2 separate regions of the Zea mays genome follow, and region 2 is linked to region 1. The links are chromatin contacts, called in public Hi-C maps. All regions are on one chromosome and are shown on one strand. Each heading gives the region's core, a stretch centred on a gene start, on an enhancer-like site or on the middle of the called end of the contact. The rest is flanking DNA. Distances are from core to core; before and after follow the strand shown.

Evidence for each region. A called contact is a pair of places that touch in the nucleus more often than the background predicts.
Region 2: a contact with region 1 is called in a Hi-C map of ear, with 1.7 times the contacts expected there. The contact joins the promoter of LOC100275634 here to the promoter of LOC100191685 in region 1. A contact is called at or near these places in 2 of 25 Hi-C or Micro-C datasets (ear and tassel).

What each region holds. Positions count from the first base shown.
Region 1 is chr6:93,226,373-93,232,836 of Zm-B73-REFERENCE-NAM-5.0, forward strand. LOC100191685 reads left to right here and starts at 4,022. Exons shown (of 3, transcript NM_001367116.1): 1 at 4,022-4,581; 2 at 5,357-5,434; 3 at 5,556-5,814. The coding sequence starts at 4,249. The coding sequence ends at 5,630. TRNAA-AGC (transfer RNA alanine (anticodon AGC)) reads right to left here; the gene lies at 6,421-6,464.
Region 2 is chr6:93,526,880-93,533,343 of Zm-B73-REFERENCE-NAM-5.0, forward strand. It overlaps LOC100275634, which reads right to left and starts at 2,772. Exons shown (of 11, transcript NM_001374092.1): 1 at 2,328-2,772; 2 at 755-1,068; 3 at 550-657; 4 at 381-471; 5 at 1-86. The coding sequence starts at 2,468.

The DNA.
Region 1 (6,464 bases), core at 2,772-5,271:
CCGAGATTAGATTAACTTAGATGTTTATCCTTATCTCGTGCGTGGTTATCCATCTAATCACGTGAAAGTTTGTTGGCTACCTCTTAGAAAAAGGTCCAGACCTCCTCCCCTATAAATATAAAGGGGTACGGCCGATTGAAAACCCCGAACACATTCCAATCGAACCAATTACCTTATTTACTTTTCCTGCCCTAGGAGTAGATGTAGCATAATTCTAGTTGTAGTCTTCCGCATATCCACCTCCACCACTATTCGACTCTACGTCGTCTAGATCCATCTTGGGTGGCCTGTCGATCCCAAGACGACCCTAGGATCTCACCCCTCCCAGGGGCAAGATCTAGTTGTCCACTCGAGACCTCTTCCTCGAATTGATCTCTTAATTCCTAGGCGACTCCACGTCGTCTGAGGACGCCCCGAGTGACCTGTCGACCCGGAGCACCTTAAAATCTTTTTCTCCCAGGAGACGAGATCTAGATTTCAGCAAGGAGGAGGAAGACGACCCTGTCGCCAGGTCGCGAACCGTCCGGCCTAGAGCTGCGGACCGTCCGGTGTGACACAGGAAAGACACCGCTCCTACGTCCAGGTCGCGGACCATCCGACCCAAGGCCACGGACTGTCCGCGCCGCCGCAGAGGGCACTATCAGGCAACCCGTCGACCTGTCGCAGGCCGCCACCACTGTTCACCTCGCGGAGCCGAACTCAAGGTATTGCTCATCACGAGAAGGTCATAGGGTTCGTTGCTATTTGGTCCCAAATAGGTGGTGACCATCATAGAAGTATTGCCCCACATTTAGGATAACCACTTTATTTGACCCTACATCATCTAAAGGTGCCAATTATCGTCAAGCAGTTCATTATAGTGTTTGGTGACAAAAAGGCACCAACATACTTTTGGCGACTCTGCTGGGGACGAAGTTGCAAATCTACAAAATCAGGCTTACATGGCCGATTCTAAAGATCTCAACGGTGCTTCTCCAAACAGCAACACAAGGCTGACTAATTTATCGGCCGTTGAGCATAAAATATTAGAAGATGGCATGAAGAAAATAGACGAGGAGGCCCACCGACAAAAGGATCAGGTGCTCAAGGTGGCGTATAAGTGGTACCTCTCGCACTTCAGGGTAGACTGCCACTAGAAGACTGTCCAAGAGAGGGAGATAAACGCCGAGTATATGTTAGCCGTGCTACAACAGCTCCCCACGATAGGTGATGCTAGGTCAGCCAATGATATTCCATCTATTAAAATTTCTTTTGATAATCGGATTAAAAGTATCACGAAGGATATAGAGAGGATGACACATGCATTATGAAAAACTCATATGCCTAATTTTTTATCACATAAGTTAGGCGCTGAAACAATTGCGCCAAACACATCGGCGACAAATGAGTTTCCCCAGCCATATTCTGGTATGCTGATGGACTCATATCCAGGACGACCATCACCACCATCTTCGCTAAATGGTGAGTCAACCCTGAGCACGGTCGGACCGTCCGCACACAATCGCGGACTGTCCGGCCCTCCGTCAGACCGTCCGGCACCCTATGCCGGACAGTCTGGAGTTACACAGAGCCCACCACAAGGGTCATAGGTGTTGCCTGACGTGACCGGACAGTCCGAGGAAAGTACCGGACCATCCGATCCACCCGCAGACCGTCCGACTGTGCAGGTCGGACCGTCCGGAGCACCAAAAGTCACCTGTGATCCGCCTAGTGCGGAAGGCCGGCATAAATATAATCGGCCACCCAAGCACGATCGGACACCCGATCACGGTCACCTGTCCTGCGTACGCCGAACGATCCGGGTACTAAGGCCGAACAGTCCGAGACAGGAGCGGACGGTCCGGCTATAATGGTCGGACGGTCCGCAGATAGTCAGAAGCAGCAACCTCAGACCACTGGACCAAAAGGTTCCAAAACAAGTGTTAGGAAACAAAATACTACTAAGACGTCTGGACGACTCAGTAGAGTCGGCCCTACTTTTGGTCAGTTGCTTGCCAAATATACGAAGAAGGCCGTTCCACACAACTGGCCAATAAAGCAGACAAAGTCAAAAGGGTGATCTGTGCGAAAGCAAAAGCCGACTAAACGGACCCAAAAGGTAGCACAACCAAGATCGCCTTGTCATCCTCCTCCGGGGATAGCATGGTGCGTCCCGTTTTATCCATCGCCGATGTGTTGTCCTGCTCATGTGTGGGGTGGTACGGCGACGAATTCGTATTACTGGCCCAATCAGTTTGCTTATTTGGGCTGGGGGGGCACCACAAGTTTTTGCCTATTGACAGGTTCATCAGGTAGACATGGTCGAAGAGGATGCGATCCAAAACGGCCTCTATGCATTAAAGTTCCATCAAGTATTTATATTATCTGATCGCAAGAGCCGATGACTTGCATCGAGCTGAGTCCTTACTTCAGGAACAAAAACTCATGAAGTCAATTGTTTCCGAAGTTTTCGCTGATGCCTTTGGTTCGCCAAGCTCCACCAAAAGACAGGGGGCATATGTTGGACACCAAAATGAGCAGACGGTCCGCGTGTCCCGAGATTAGATTAACTTGGATGTTTATCCTTATCTCGTGCGTGGTTATTCATCTAATCATGTGGGAGTTTGTTGGCTATCTCTTAGGAAAAGGTCCAGTCCTCCTCCCCTATAAATATAAAGGGGTACGGCCGATTGAGAACCCCCGAACACATTCCAATCGAAACAATTACCTTATTTACTTTTCCTGCCCTAAGAGTAGATGTAGCATAGTTGTAGTTGTAGCCTTCCGCATATCCACCTCCACCACTATTCGACTCTACGTCGTCTAGATTCATCTTGGGTGGCCTGCCGATCCCAAGACGACCCTAGGATCTCACCCCTCCCGGGGGGCAAGATCAGTTGTCCATTCGAGACCTCTTTCTCGAATTGATCTCTTAATTCCTAGGCAACTCCACGTCGTCTGAGGACGCCCCGGGTGACCTGTCGACTCGAAGCACCTTAAGATCTTTTTCTCCCAGGGCACGAGATCTAGATTTCAGCAAGGAGGAGGAAGACGACCCTGTCGCCAGGTCGCGGACCGTCCGGCCTAGAGCTGCGGACCGTCCGGTGTGACGCAGGGAATTCATCGCTCCTGCGTCTAGGTCGTGGACCGTCCGGCCCAAGGCCACGGACTGCCCGCGCCGCCGCAGAGGGCACTATCAGGCAACCCGACGACCTGTCGTAGGCCGCCACCACTGTTCACCTCGCGGAGCCAAACTCAAGGTATTGCTCATCACGAGAAGGTCATAGGGTTTGTTGCTATTTGGTCCTAAATAGGTGGTGACCATCATAGAGGTGTTGCCCCACATTTAGGATAACCACTTTATTTGACCCTACATCATCTAAAGGTGTCAATTACCGCCAAGCGATTCATTATAGTGTTTGGTGACAAAAAAGGCACCAACAGCTGCTAGCTATAGCTAGTACACTAAAACTCATCTCTGTGTCAACGTCGAGTTGTTATAGAGGACGATATATAGCTGTAAAAAATTAAAAACTGAACTCTGAATGAGTAATAGTGTGGCGTACAGCAGCAAGTACTACTGTCCCGTACCAGCTAAACTACAAAGGCCATGGAACGATCTTGCATTGGGAAAGAAAAAGGAAGACGGCGATCGAGAGGTCCATTCCAGATAATATATCACGGCTATTATATTAGCTAGAAAGGGCCGGGATGCCCTACCCAGATGACAGTTCACTGGAAATTCTTGCATTGGTATCATATCGATCGATCTCCTAGTGGGTCGGAGACTCGGAGTCGTCCAATAAGTAGTGGTGGGGTTAGTCAACTGCCTCCGTCGTAGCCCTCTAGCTAGACATGATGCATGATTATGCAGATGCCAATTAATTAACAATCATCCGTTATTATTAGCCTATCATGCATATACGAATACGACACACGCTGCTTGCATCAGCATCTCTGTCGCCACAGCCTGCTGCGCCGTGTATATATATAACTCCTCCTACAGCAGGGCAGGGCCATGAAATATCTCACCGCCCGCGCGCGCGCGCCGGCAAATATATATAAAGCAATTGCATTAGCAGCAGCTAGCTCAGTGCTGCCAAAGCTAGCTGAGCTGCACTGCACTGCACCACAGCATATATCCAAGCAGCAGCTAGAAAGTAGAGGAAGCACCACTACGATTACATATATCCAAGCCAAGCGCCCTAGCTTGCTGGTGTTGTTGGTGCTCCGGCCGGCCCTCTCTCGTCTCCTTACTAGCTACCCGTCATGGCGGCCAACTACCACCACTACCAGATGGCGGTGCACGCGGCGGCGGCGGCGGCGGCGTGGAGGAGGGAGCCGGACAGCCCGCAGCTGAGCTTCGTGAGCGGGTGCAGCTCCCTCTTCTCCATCTCCACGCTGCAGGACGACGACGACGACCGAGCCGCCGCCGTCGTCATCGCCGCCGGCCACGCGCTGCCCTCCACGCCCGTCTCGCTCGCGGGCTTCGTCGGCGACGAGGTCGACATGGAGGTGCAGCAGGCCAGCGGCGACGATCGGAGGAGCATCAGGATGATGAGGAACCGGGAGTCCGCGCTCCGCTCCAGGGCCAGGAAGAGGGTCAGTATAGTAAACTCACTACACAAAAACATGTACGTCGGTCTGTACTATAAAGTATATATATACAAAACAGATCGTACGTTTGTATTTGGATACAGTACGTTTTTGAATGCTACCCCGGCCTCGATCCTTCGTTTCAAACTATAGATATATTTTTTGGAGCTGGTGGAGAGCACTTATTTCCAAGCCTAAACTAAAGCATTTACCTACTACTATCACGAAGATATATAAATATATATATATATATATATATATATATATATATATATATATATATATATATATATATGTTTTGTTTGGATATATATATGATGGCCACCATCGCTAGCTCTATCATCCCAGTAGAAAAATCTCAAACAGAAGCTATAGTTAGCTAATTATTAACGCTAGCTGATCAATGATCATGACGATGAGTTCAGTTGTACCTGCCCCTCAAACTAGAGTCTGAAGTCTAAGCACGAATTGATTCATCAATATCACACATGCATATCAGCGACTACGTACTGATATAGAATATAGTTACATGTAGTATGTAATCAGCTATATATGCTTTAATCAGCTAGCTAATTATTAGGGAACCAAACTACATCAGCTGGCCAAACAATCTACCATAGTTTGATCAGAACTTTGCATTGCTAGGTCAATGAAAACCAACATCCCAACCAGCAGCAGCATGGTCGACGACCTGAAAACGAAAGGCCCATGTGTTAATTAGTTTATATCTCGATTAATTGTTACTCATTGCTAAGTTTTACTCTCTGTGTGGATATTGCAGGCATACGTGGAGAACCTGGAGAAAGAGGTTCGCCGGCTAGTGGATGACAACTTGAAGCTCAAGAAGCAGTGCAAAGAGGTGCTAATATATATAAGCATGCCAAATGATGCATCCCTTAATTGCTCTTTTCTTTAATGCTGATGAACACTTGTTTTCCTCTGTTGTTGTTGGGGTTTTTTTTTTTGTGCTGGATGGACAGCTGAAACGGGAGGTAGCGGCACTGGTCCTCCCAACCAAGAGCTCACTTCGGAGAACCTCATCCACCCAATTCTGAAGGGGCGAAGGGAAATGAAATATATAGATTTATATATTTGGTGGTAGCAGTAGCAGTACAAAGTTAAGATCGAGAAGGAATATGGTTGTTGGACTTGTGCTGTGTGCATTTTTTCAGTGCCAGTGTGTGTCGGTGTGTGAAGCAGGGGCAAGGGGACATATATATGAATTAGGCAATGTGCTATGACCTATATATATATATATATATATATATATATATATATATATATATATATATATATATATATATATATATATATATATATATATATATATATATATATATATATATATATATATATATATATATATATATATATATATAATATATATATATTGTTAGCTCAAATGATATAGGGTTTTATAAAAAAATAAACATATGTGTATATATATAACTAAATATAACGGGAAAAAACATTTTACCATCATTTGGAGGTGAGTGACATATAAAATGTTATGTTAGTGACTGAGGTGTCAGTCAATAACACATGTTAAAGTGTCATCCATAAAAATGTCAAAAACAAATCGAAAGCCCTAGATATATATAACATGAATGCATAATATCAATCCTATGAAAACGAATTACCTTACATTTTCTCTAAATTATTAAGGTCTTCAACAAGTTTAAAACAACTATTATACAACAAAAAATACAATCTACAAAATATTTATGGATCTAAGTAGCATCTGTACTCATGTATTTTAACTCTTTTTTGAAACATCAAGCAACTCCTTGACCTAGAAACACTTGTAAGCTGTACGCCTGTAGTGACGAAATGAGTACAAAAAAATGGAGATGCGGGGTATCGATCCCTGTACCTCTCGCATGCTAAGC
Region 2 (6,464 bases), core at 1,522-4,021, 300 kb after region 1:
GCTGCTGGCACAGGCTCCTCTTCATGAAATTTCTTTTTAAAATCCTGCTCAAACCTGTCCAGAGCATGCAATTCATGATATAGCTCCTGCAATTACATACTTAATAAGCATAAGTTCTGGAGTTCTTGTGATATTGACAACAATAGCTTGATACTACAACCATTCTTGAAAATGTAGTTTATAAATTGCTATTGTGTATATGATGCAATGATTTTAGTTTTAGAAATCGGCGAACACTCCATAAATTAAACAGCAGAAATGTACAAGAACAGTGTTACCTTTTGACTCTAAAAACATAAATATTTTATGTAAAGGCACCTATAAGTACACAAATCAGGACACTAAAGCAAACATATAAGAATTCTTTACAGCATACATACAGAGGTGTTTTGTGCCAAATTAATCAATTGCTGGACAGTAGCTTCCATAGTCTCCTTTGAATGATCCTGGGGTGTATTATCTGTCGTTAACCTGCATATCATAGTAATTTAGAGAATCTGAAGTGCTAATGTGAGTGTAGATAGCAACACCTCAGATGAAAAAACATACTTTTCAGAGGCATACTTGTCGAAATATCGCCCCAAGTTATGCCATATAGGATCTTTGCAGAGGTTGCCAAATCGTATTACTTCTCTTGAAAAGACGGCAAGTTCTTCCCTGTACGATTTGCATTTTTCAAGTCCATGTCAGCCACAGTTTTGACTAAAGCAACTGAGGGTAGGTATTCGAGCAAGTCCAAATCATACAATTGTACCTTTTATCAACGACAGCAATATGCAACAGCTCAATGGTATTTGAGGACACCAATACTTGCACTCCATCTGAATGCAGAATTTCTTTCTTGAGCTCTTCTATACTCTCATCAGAGCATGACATCCACAAACTAGAAGCCTTAGCTATTGTATTCGCGACTTCAAATGCTAAAATACAGGCTCTATTGCCCCGGTTGGTTCCTCCGGAGAGAAAGCCGCTGCCAGGATTCAAGCTTGTCATGCTACTCCCGAGCGTGTCTAACACTTCAACGGCAGCAATGCTAGCTCTTCCCAGAAATGTACCTGTGTCTGATACCTGGCAGAACTTAGTATGTCAGAGTTCATGTGAAAAGACCTACCGCTATGCTCTCATGTAATGATCTCTTAGTTCTACTTCGTCAGCTACAAATGGAAATCTAACTAGCTATTGTGCAAAATGACATCAGGAAAAGAATGTTTGTAGTTAGGTGACATTAGGTGAGCTCGTGACATATAAAGCAACGTTTATATATTCTAAGAATGCTATTCTGGTATGAAATGTTAAAAGTTATGACTTATGAAACAGCACTACTAAAAAAATGAAAGTTCATGCAACTAGATCATGGAAACATGAAACTTTGACTGAGCTTGGTCAAAATATGAAAGGAGATGCCAGTCCTTGGAAGCTGTTGGATTGCTTCTCTGAATTTACTGTGCCCTCGTTTTTTATATCATTAGCTATGAGATTCCTGTCATGCCCAATGACTTAGCCGCTGCTTATCCCAGTTTTTGTCTACACATGCTGACAGCAATACGCAACACGACTAGTGTTTGTCCATCGTGCCATGGTTTGTAGTTTGACAGAGACTCCTTGCACATTCGGAGGAGAGCAACGACCCCTCCTAGCTGCGAATAAAAACTGGAAACTTCGTGCCTCCGGAAGAGTTGTTCGTTTATCCAGGAATGCACTGGTGACCGATTCCAGGTGATCAAAACTTATATAAATTAGGGAAACAATCCGGAAAACCGAACGTAAGATGGTATGATTTGGCGACTCCAAAAGCGGCACAGAGCAGAAGAGCGGTCAGACACAATTTCGCGTTGTGGGTCGCAGTCGCAGGCTTGACCATCCGTTCCAGAGGGCAGACTTTTGCTGACAGCAACGTGAATGTAGATTAAGCACCGGCTTCGCTTATCCCTGGCTGGGAGAGAGATTTGCAAGAAAAAGGGCCGCCAAGCTTGACTTCACACTGTAGTACTGTATGTATGCCGACATGCAGGCTTGTATTCTACTAATTATTGGCTTGACTTGTTGTATGTATCTGTATCTGTATGGTACGTATAGCGAGCACGCCCTTGTTCGCGTATCAATCGGTTGGTCGGAAAATAGGAACTCTGACGAGGATTGTGGTGAGCCCGCGAGAGTCTCGCTAGGAAATCGGTGGTGTGTCCAACTCCCAGCAGCAAGGTGACCTTGAATTTGAAGCAGCAGTACCGTCCGCTGTCCGCACCTCGAAAAGCAGCGAGAGCCGCGGCACGTACGCAACGCAGCAGCATGCACGAGGCGGGGGGCAGGGGATCAGGATGGGGATGTACCTTGTTGGAGTGGGGCGGCGGGATGGCGAGCTCGCCGGAGTCGAAGTTCCCGGGGCCGTACCTCCCGCGGCGCGCGTCGTAGGCGGCCGCCAGCGTGCCCGGCGCGTCCTCCGGGAAGTGCCTCGAGCACACGCACCCCATGGCTGGCTTGGCTTCTCAGCGGAGTCGGAGTCGGGCGAATGTAGCCGGCAGGCAGGAGGGACACGCGCTCTGCTGGAGGCAGGAGGCAGGAGGCTATTCCTCAAGTTGCTGGTGGTGGTGGAATCGGGCAGCTCGTCGTCGCTCCTCCCCAGCGCTGGAGTTGGGGTTGCTGGTCCCCGGAGGTGGCGGCGGGTTTGAAGTTGCGGGTGAGAGGCGGACGCAAGGGAGGGAGGCGCAGTGCGTGGCGTGGTGGTGGCCTGGTGGGATTGGCGTTGGCGAGCCGACACGACGGCAGTCGGCAGGGTTGGTTTGGGTTTGGGGTGGGTCGCTTTTTGTTTCGTGGACTGGGCAACCTCTGACTCGTTCCGTTTCCGTCTTTCTGTTCCCGTCCCACGCCCCGCCCGCCATCATCGTGCTCGTGCTCGTCCGGTCAAGCAATTAATTCAGCTGCGTGCGTCATCCGTCGCTGTGGCTTACCACCACGAAGCACGTGGCGTGTGCTGCATGCGGCACGTGGCAGTCGTACACCCCCTCTGCTGGAACTGGAAGCAACGACGACGGATCATTGTGACGTTGTGCAAAAAGGAGAAGAACAACGGCAAGGCAACAACGCGTTGCGTGCAGTGTGTGCGCGTCTCGTGTAGTAGTCGATGCAAACAACTGTATTTAGCAGCACTTCTATCAAATTAGGCTGACTCTGACTGTAGCAGCACGGGCATCCGACATCGGTTGCTTACTCTATTTTCGCACGATTCTCTCGCTCCTATGCCACTATAGATCGGACGGCCAAGATATGTCCAGGTGTCATCGCGGAGAATGGAGGGCGGCCGAGGGCACCCAACCCAACCCTAGCACCATCTGTCCATAAATACCGCACGGGTGGGGGTAGCCATCTCGTCTTCCCGATCCGCCGCCGCCAACAATTTCTTTATGTTTTTCTGTTTTCTTGTTCAGAGAACACGCATGTTCCATCCATGCCCACTTGCGCGTTTTTTTTGTTGTTGCAGTTCTTCCTCGTTTGCAGTTCTTCCTCGGGATTTGATTTGATTGATTGGATTGGGTTGGTGCGGGGGCATGCTGGGGGCAGATGACGACATGCTTACGAAGCAGAAGCTGCTGCCTCCGTGACGAGGCACGCCGTGTTGCTCGTCTTCCATGACTCTGATGCCTGCCTGCTTCGCTCCCACCACCCCACACCTTAATCGATGGATTAGGAATTAACCTGCAGCGCCCGTCCAGGTCTCGTGAGAGATTTATATGTTTGGATCAGATTTTAGTTTCTTGAGGCAGATGACGACATGTGCATCCTGCTTGAGATGCAGAAGCTGCCTCCCAGAGGCTTAGCCATGTTGCTCCTCTTCCATGACTCTGATGCCTCCTCGTCCTCTCCCATCATTTGTGTTTTGTTTTGTATTGGTTTTTTTTTGCTGTCTTGCTGTCAGTGATGGCCCATCCCCTAGCGGTTAAAGCTAACAAAACAAAACAGGCGATGTTTCCTTTTCTTGTCGTCACTCAGGCCTTGAAAGCACGCAGTCAGTTCTATGCATTGGATTCAGTCTGCGTTTCGGCTACACAATTCAACACAGGGAAAAAAATCCTAGGGTGGTCATGTGACAGAAATACCAAGGTAGCGAATAAGATTAAAAAGAACACTTTGTTGTGCTTGTCATTGTATAAAGGGATCCATCCGAGGATGAATTGGCTAGGTCGGTGAGAGATTGGAGATGGATAGGAACGTCGGCAGGGGGCCTTTGCCTACGGCCGAGTAAGAAGAGGGTTTCTCACTTCTAATTCTTGTCTATTTTATTTCTAATGAATTACGTAAATAGGCCGGTTAGTCGTCTATATCTAGCTAGAGATCCTTATCTCCTTAAAACTATTATAAAAACTATTAACAAACTAACTGATAACATTTCTAAATAATCTCAATTAATCTTATTTCTAACTATCATTATCTAACCCCACTTGGAGGGTCTATGACTGCTGGTGCTGTAGTCCCTTCGTGGGTCTTCTTGGGCCCTGACACTACCCATCTTGGACAAGCAGCTCGTCATCGAGCTGCAGCATGATGGATGCTCAAAGATCGAGTCTACTTGACACAAAACTAGACACCTAGAAGACAAGTCTTTTACATCTAGGCTTATCTTATTATTCTGATTCTGATTTTTTTGACCCCCATAAGATAAGACAGACACACTCCATGCATTGGACTTGCACGTGTGCAGCCACCTGTATCCCATGGATGCCATCTGGACGAAAGGGGGGCACATACACGAACACCTGGAATAGGTCGCAACAATAACCAGCGGAGGCGCCCTCGTGGCGCCCTGTAGTGGAATGTGGTGGCGCTAAACAGTGCGCCCTTGCCGATGACGAGAGGAGTGCATTTCCAACCGTCGCTGCCGTAGAGTTGAAGTTCGTCGCCAGTGGAACACGTACCATGCTCGCACTTGGAGATAGTGGTCCGGTGCCGCTGCTGATGGCCGACCGACAGGGCGAGATCGCGCCTCCGTGTGCCGAGGTCAACCGTCACCAAGGCTGCCTTGAGCATCTGCCAACGCATCTCTTGCACTATCCATCATGCAAGGAAGCCACGAGCAGCAGCCTGTATGCCCACAACCGTCGACGTCTGGAGCCGTGTGGATAACGCCAACTGTTTTTGCTCATGTTGCACTGTTGTTTTGATTTGCAGCAGCCCCTGCTCAACCATCCGAAGCGAGGCTTGCATCTTTGCGAGATCAGCCCTTATGTTGGTCCACAAATCCCCCATCGATGGAGCTGGTGATTGTTGAGTCGTGGCTGCCCCTAGTGGCGTCGTCCATGGGGACGGAGACGTCATCAACGGAGATGATGTGATGAAATTTGGCGTTGTCCTTGGAGATGGGCACGCCGGCATCCAGCATGTGGTGACAAAATTGACAGGCGATGTTGTTCATGGAGATGGGGACGCCTGTTGCTAGGATGGTGTGACGAAGGTGGCATGCGGCGTAGCCCATGGAGATGGGAACACCGGTTGCCAAGACGGCGTGGCGAAGGTGACATGCGGCACAGTCCATGGAGATGGGGACGTCGATTGCCAGGATGATGCCACAAAATTGGCAGCAGAAGCTATGGGATCGGATCGAAACCCAAGCTTAGCGGATACCATATGTTATGGTCGCTAGATCGGTGAGGGATTGGAGAGGGATATCGATGGACAGGAACGTCGGCCAGGGGCCTCTGCCCACGCCCGAGCAAGAGGAGGATAGTACCTAATTGATGTCGATTGTAAAGATTTCAGCATGTTCGGCACTATGTTTACATGAATGAAAATAGCATTCACTAGAGTGAGTAAATTGAAAACTCTGCACCAAAAAAAAAATAAGCTATACAAACACAATCCTTACGGTGCGCATTTGGATCCGCTCATTTCTGAAGGAATTGAAATTTATTTAGGGTCCGTTTGTTCCCCTTTATTTTGATGATTTGGAATTTAATTAATAGAGTAGGCTATTTTTTAAAAATGTGATATTACACAACTTTCTAAAGTGTATATATATGTCTATCTCAAATTCATGGTATGAGAAATGGAAACTGATTCTATAGATTTACATGCTACTTTTCTAATGTATAATTTATAACACACTCTTATGGTTTAGAATAATATACAAATATAATACACAAACAAATATATTAACTAATTAGTTTTGTCTAAATTATAATTATTAAAGAGAAATTCAATTCCAACAAAACAAACGGGGCCTTAACAAAATAACCTATTTTGTTTAGAATTTAATATTCCACCACTTTCCAAAAGTTCAGCTATCTCATTCCACTTTCCAAAAGTTCAGCTATCTCATTCGTGTGATGGAAAATGAGAAATAATTTTTTGTATCACTAGAATATGTTTCTACTCCACTCTTCGACTTACTCCTCTAGAAAAAAAAATATAGCACATAAATATTTTTAACATCTTGCTAATAATAGTATACAAACATATTTTTTATAAAACTATAT